Linked DNA regions of Hordeum vulgare: region 1 is linked to region 2. The links are chromatin contacts, called in public Hi-C maps. All regions are on one chromosome and are shown on one strand. The core of a region is the stretch at or near the end of the contact, and the rest is flanking DNA. Distances in the headings are between cores, read along the strand shown. Region 1 holds the start of LOC123412766 (probable carboxylesterase 15). Region 2 has its middle 98 kb from the start of LOC123412746.

What was found. Hi-C and Micro-C count contacts between places; a contact is called where the count stands out from the background.
Region 1: a Hi-C map of leaf shows a contact between it and region 2, with 2.2 times the contacts expected there. The contact joins the promoter of LOC123412766 here to the enhancer-like site in region 2. A contact is called at or near these places in 2 of 6 Hi-C or Micro-C datasets (leaf and seedling).

What each region holds. Positions count from the first base shown.
Region 1 is chr1H:426,016,653-426,019,732 of MorexV3_pseudomolecules_assembly, reverse strand. It overlaps LOC123412766 (probable carboxylesterase 15), which reads right to left and starts at 1,754. Exons shown (of 1, transcript XM_045105703.1): 1 at 410-1,754. The coding sequence starts at 1,681. The coding sequence ends at 602.
Region 2 is chr1H:425,860,588-425,863,457 of MorexV3_pseudomolecules_assembly, reverse strand. No RefSeq gene overlaps it. Among protein-coding and RNA genes, the nearest start is that of LOC123412746, 98 kb to the right of the region's middle. Within about 2 kb of position 1,412, at least 1 of the 3 cell types and tissues checked has open chromatin away from gene starts, as enhancers often do. A contact at or near this core is called in leaf, where this site is marked.

The DNA of each region.
Region 1 (3,080 bases), core at 505-3,004, 160 kb before region 2:
GTGGAGTAATAATTAAGCAGTGCATGCTTCGAATAACAGGGAGGCGATGAAGGGGATCTTTTGAAACCTGGCTGTATATACACCCTATATGCAGATTATTTTAGCAATTAAACATAAAGTCAAAAAATACTGTTAATATTTTGAAAATAAACTTGACCTTTCATTATACTTGTGAATTGTTTTCCAAAAAAAGTACACTTTGACTTCTTTCCAACAAAAACAAAATTTTGATCAAAATAATATGAATAGTAACATATAATAACAAATATTTTTTGCCTTTTTTTTCTAGGAGTCAATGTTGACTTTTTTTCTTAAAAATTTTAGATACTAGTGCAAAACAAAATCAAATTTAATTTGAAAATACTTTAAAACTATTTTAACTTTTAATTAATTTATTATTATTATTTTATGTACGATGCATACACAATTAGGAACCAAAGTGTATTTTCAGCGAGGCGACCGATGCCATACAGAAGGCATCACGTATATATGGACGTAAAACTCACACATAGGTCGATCGACTTAATGGCAGACACACCTGATGGTAATAACAGTGATGCGGCACGTGTGGAATGCAGTATGCTGTTTAATTATGCTTTAATTAGTGGCGGGCGACGAAGCTCTTGATGGCGTCGATGAGCTCTTGGGCTCGCTCCCCGGTGGTGGGGTCCATGTCGACGGCGAACTTGTTGAGGTAGAAGGAATGGGTCATGCCGCGGTTGATGAGCACCTCCACGTCCTTGCCGGCGGCACGCAGCGCGTCGCAGTACTCGAGGTTGGTGTCGTGGATGAGGTCCTTCTCCCCGACGGCGACGAGCATCGGCGGCAGGGGAACGGACTCCAGCGGCGGTGCGTTCGGGCCCATCGGGCACGCGTATGGGTGGTCCTTGGTAGCGCCCTCCGGCAGCGCCATGGCCATGAACTTGTCCAGCATGTCCAGCGTGAAGAAGACCGAGTCCGGCGTCACCTGCAGCTCCGACTTGCTCCGCGTGGCGCGCACGAACCCCGGGTGGATCGGGACGCCGCCGGCGACGCGGAGGGGCGCCCAGGCGTCCGCGCCGTCCTCACCGACGCGCGCGGCCACGAGGTGGACGAGGTTGCCACCGGAGCTGTCGCCGACGAGGAAGACGCGGGATATGTCCGCGGCCTCGCGGAGGAGCTCAGCCGCGGGGTCGTCGAGAGAGCCTTTGTCGGACATGGCGATGGAGCGCAGCCGGCGGAGCACGTCGACACCGGTGTATATTTGGGCAGGAAGGCGTTGCTCGGGGGCTAACGGGAGCTCGGCGGTGACCACGACGGCCGGGACGGCACAGGCTAGGCGCGCGTAGAAGTGGTGGTACAGGGCCCAGGACGGGTGGGAGATGCAGAAGCCGCCGCCGTGGAGCTGCACGATGACGGGGAGGCGCCCGACGCTGCCGGCATCGACCTCGGGGAGGTACACCCGGAGGTTGGGCTCTCCGGGAAGGTCGTGGAGCGTATGGCCGTCGCAGGGCACGGCGTAGGGCTGCACCGGCTGCATCAGCGGCAGGGCCTCGGGCGGGCCCGTCCACGTGCGGTCGATGCTGCCGTCGTCCATCACACGCAGCCAGCCGGACACCTCGTCCACCACCTTACGGCCGCTCGCCGGCGCCACGGTGGTGCTCGCCTGGTGCTGCGATGCGGCGGCGGTGGTGCTCGCCATCGGTCGTCGCTGTGTTGTACTGTATGTATGTTACACGCTCTACGGTCCGGGTTGTCGCCGTGAGACTGTGATGCGCTGTGGTAGCAACAGGGGAGGGGAGGTGGAGTTTTATAGGAGGTGGCGGTGGCAGAGCAGGGGGGCGATCGCAACCTGGTGGCGTCGCGTTTTGCCGTTGAATTTTTTGGAGGGAAATTTCGCAGAGGGTGGCAGGGAATTTGAGCACAAGTGTCACGGCGGCAGCGCAGTTGGAGCTGGTACAGAGAGTGGCGGCCCAAGGGCCGAATGAAGTCGTGTGGACTAAACATGCGCGTTCGCGCGACCGACGTTGAAATTTGGAGGTGGGCTTCAGGCACATTAGAGAATTTTAGAAAAATCTCCAAGGGCCCATGTAGGTGGTGGCATGACAAGGTGGTGGGAGTTTAGTCCCACCCCGCTAGTGGAGGAGAGTTTGGACCCCTTTATAAGGGTCTCTCTTCCACATGCTATTGGAGAGTGAGAAGAGAAGGTGCCCTCGCGCACTCCTCCTTCGCCGCACGCCTCGTCACGCCGCGGGTTGCGGGAAAAAGCCGAGCTGAGCTCATACCTACGCGCTTATTTTTGCCGGTCAGGAACGGAGAATACGTAACGGACAAGGCACGATACCGACTCGGACGTGGGCTTGGCCCACGTCTCTCCACCCAGCCGTCTTTATAAGCACGCGATCGCCTACCCTAGCCGTCACGAGAATCAGATCACATCTGCCTCACGCGTTCGTTCCTTGAACTGCTGCCGCCGGCGACTCCATCCCGTTTACCGCGTACACGATCGACGGGAGAGCAGGCCTCCGAAACCTCGCCTCTCCGGTTCCTGTACGGGAGAGGGGCGATTAGGTTTTTGGGGAGCGATCACGCGACTGCTCGCCTCCGTCCGTCTGCTTCGTCTACGTCCGCGTCGCCCTCGTCATCGCCATGTCTTCACCAAGCGAAGCTGACCGTCTCCGCGAGAAGGCCGAAGCCGATAAGAAGGCGGCAGAGGATACTGCCGTCGCCGCCGCTGCTGCTACGGCCAACTGGCCGATTGGAGGGTATGACTCGTTTATCCTCATGTTCGTATTTATCCTAGCAGTACTGCTTGTCTGCATAGATGTATCCACTATATGCGTAGTATGTGCTAGGTTAGCTCAAGATCAGTATATCATTAGTCTAGTTAATACCATGCTAGTTATTATCTCGTGGATTAATATACTCGAAAAATTGCATATTTACTCAACAACCGAGATGATGGATGTGGATGTTGGCGGGACCGAGAGGGTAAGTCCATCTCATCATCTTTGTAAACACGCGTTACCCAGTCTGAAAAGTCCTGGACTAGGGTTCCAGACCGTGCCGTGGACTCGACTAGTACACCTGGGTCAGTCTCG
Region 2 (2,870 bases), core at 163-2,662:
TCCCCAACGGTGAAGTCGGAGTCGTTTACTCAGAGTGTAGGGATGGTGATGACTCCTCTAGGGGATAAGTGATGACGATGACACATGTGTGCTGTCTCGCGGAGGCCCTCTTTGGAGTGGTGTGCGTGGAGTTTCTTATGTGTGCCGCTCAGCGGTTGTGATGGTTTTCGCCCGGTTTTCCTAATTAATTGAGCAATTCTTTTCTTCTTAATGAATGCAGAATAACTGCCATTTCAAAAAACAAATCACTACCATAGTGAAGCCAAGGCTCCATGACGAGCACCACGACCACACATGGGAACTGGGAGGGTTGCCACAGAGGGCCACATGATGCTACCCTATCACAACCCCGTCATTGTTGCAATCATATGGGTGAAGGCGCGAAGCAGCTGTTGCTGTTGCATCCTCGTCATGGCAACAACCGCTGCAGTTGCGACGGGGCATTTTCTTCAGCTCCGACTATAATGGAGCTTCATAAGGGTGACCTCGATGCTGTGTTGGAGCTTCTCCGCACTGTCGGAGATGCAACGGAAATTCGCCGCCTCATCGCCGAGGTTGTTAGCCTGTAGTGGAGCTCCGCTCGTGCCGCATTGAAGCGATGTTAGTGTGGTTATTTCTTCAAGAATCATCTACTCAATTCGTAGCTATAACCTTTTCCCCTCTTTGTTTCTGACTAAGACCGTAGAGCGCGGAGTTTTTTCCGATGAAGGAGAAATGTGCTAGCCAACCCAACTGAGTGGTTTTTTTTTCCTTTTTGCTGGGCCAACAGAATATTAGAATGAAGTTGGCGAAAGCATGTTAAACTTTTGGGCTGATGGGCCTTTTCTTACATTTATGTGCTCATCACCAATGGATAACACGGTTGGACATGCGTTTTTCAAATGTGTTCACAATTTCAAGAACTGGTTGTGTTTTAGTAAAATAACCGGGAATAAAATAATTGTGCTCTCAAAAAATGTTTAGAAATATAAAATAATGTCCTCATTTGCCAAATTTGTTCATACAAATTAAAAAGTTCTTTGCGTTTTAAAAACTATTTAGGTCAAACAAATGTTCCGTTTTAAAAATTTTGTTCAAACATACCGTGTTCGCACTTTCTACACATGTTCATGATTTAGAAAAAAAGGGACAGGCCTTCAAAAAATGGTGGGTAACTTTAAAATATGTACTTGTTATTTAGAATGATCAATAAATCAAGAAATATCATTTACAAATAAACTTCCGAAATTTTTGAAAAATCTTTGTTATTTTGTTAAATATTAAATAAATATTTTATTTTTCAAAAATACTAACTTATGTAAAAAAGACATATAAAAATGAAATAAAAAATGTTACGATAGTGTGGGCTGCTTCAGTGAATCGGCTAGCTACATTGCTCTCTCTGCTACGATACCACCACTATCTAAATGGGCCGACGCACTAGGGAGTGTGACACATGGTCTGTGGATAGAGACCTCCATAGAGCAACAAGTTGACGAGCGCTCCTGCGATAGCGTTCCAACGATCACTCTCACAGCGTGTTTTTTCCTTTTCTCGAAAAGCATGGTTTTCTTGTATGAGAGGCACAGATTTGCTTCCTCGAAAACGGAGAACGCGTTTTTTTTCTTTTTCTTTCTTGAGAGACACGATTTTGCTTTCAGGAGAGGCATGAATTTGCTTTCACGAGAGGCACAAATTTGCTTTCACGCTCAAAAATGAGAAAATAATACATTTTTAATTTATTTTTCTTTTGTGAGAGGCATGGTTTTGCTTCCGTGATAGACACGGATTAGCTTTCGCGAGAGGCACTGTTGTGCCTCTTAGAAATGAAGAAAAAAGTGTTTTCCATTATGTTTTGCAAGAGACACGGTTTTGCTTTGACGAGAAACACATACTTGTTTTTGCCAGAGGCACGTGCCTCTCCAAAATAGAAAAAACAACCATGTGTTCTCTTTTGTCTTCCCTTCGCGAAAGGCATGGTTTGCTTCTGCAAGAGTCACGGCTGTGTCTTTCAAAAATGAAAAAAAACACAATTTTTTTCTTCCATTATACAAGAGGCACGTTTTTTTTGTCCGAAATTCGTTAATATCAACATGAGATCTTGTTTTAAAGATCTCGACGCAAAAATCCAACGATAAAAATGATTCAAGATTTGGATGCATGATATAATAGATAAAACGTTTAAAAATACAAATCTACGAAAAAAAAAACTCTCAGGCTGCGACAAGTGACACACAGGCAATGCATCACTTATCGCAATCTGGTAGATGGAAGTGATCTTTAAAAAGAGTACTTTTTAATTAATGATTTCATAATTTATGGCACGGTGTGCGCCGACGGTCGGGGAAGCATGCACCACCAGCCTCACCGCACGACCTGTTGGCCGGCCAATGCACGGGACGGACAATCCCTTTTTTTCATTTTATTCTATGTTAAAATAATTTGATATTAGAAAAAGATTCTAATATTTAAATAAAAGGCGACTTTTGAATCTTGAAATAAAAAATTATCCCGGATTTCACAAAAAAATATTATTTTAATTTTACTGCACATTTTTCTCTTTTTGATGAACATTTTCAAAACTTGAAGAATAAATTTTAAATTTTCTTAACATTTTTAACTTGATGAACAAAATTTGTCTTCAAGCCAATGTTTTTAAAAACGTAATGTATGAGCAAATTTTGGATTCAGTGGATCAATTTGAATTTCATGAACATCTTATTGGAACAACGAATAAATTCCTAATTTGTTGAACATTTTTTTAGGCCGGTGCACAAATTTTGAATTTTGATAAACATTTTTTAAATACGATAAAAAATTGAATTATGAACATTTTTTGAATTATTGATTTTTTTTACATGGATGAACAATTTCTGAATTCGGTGAGAAAT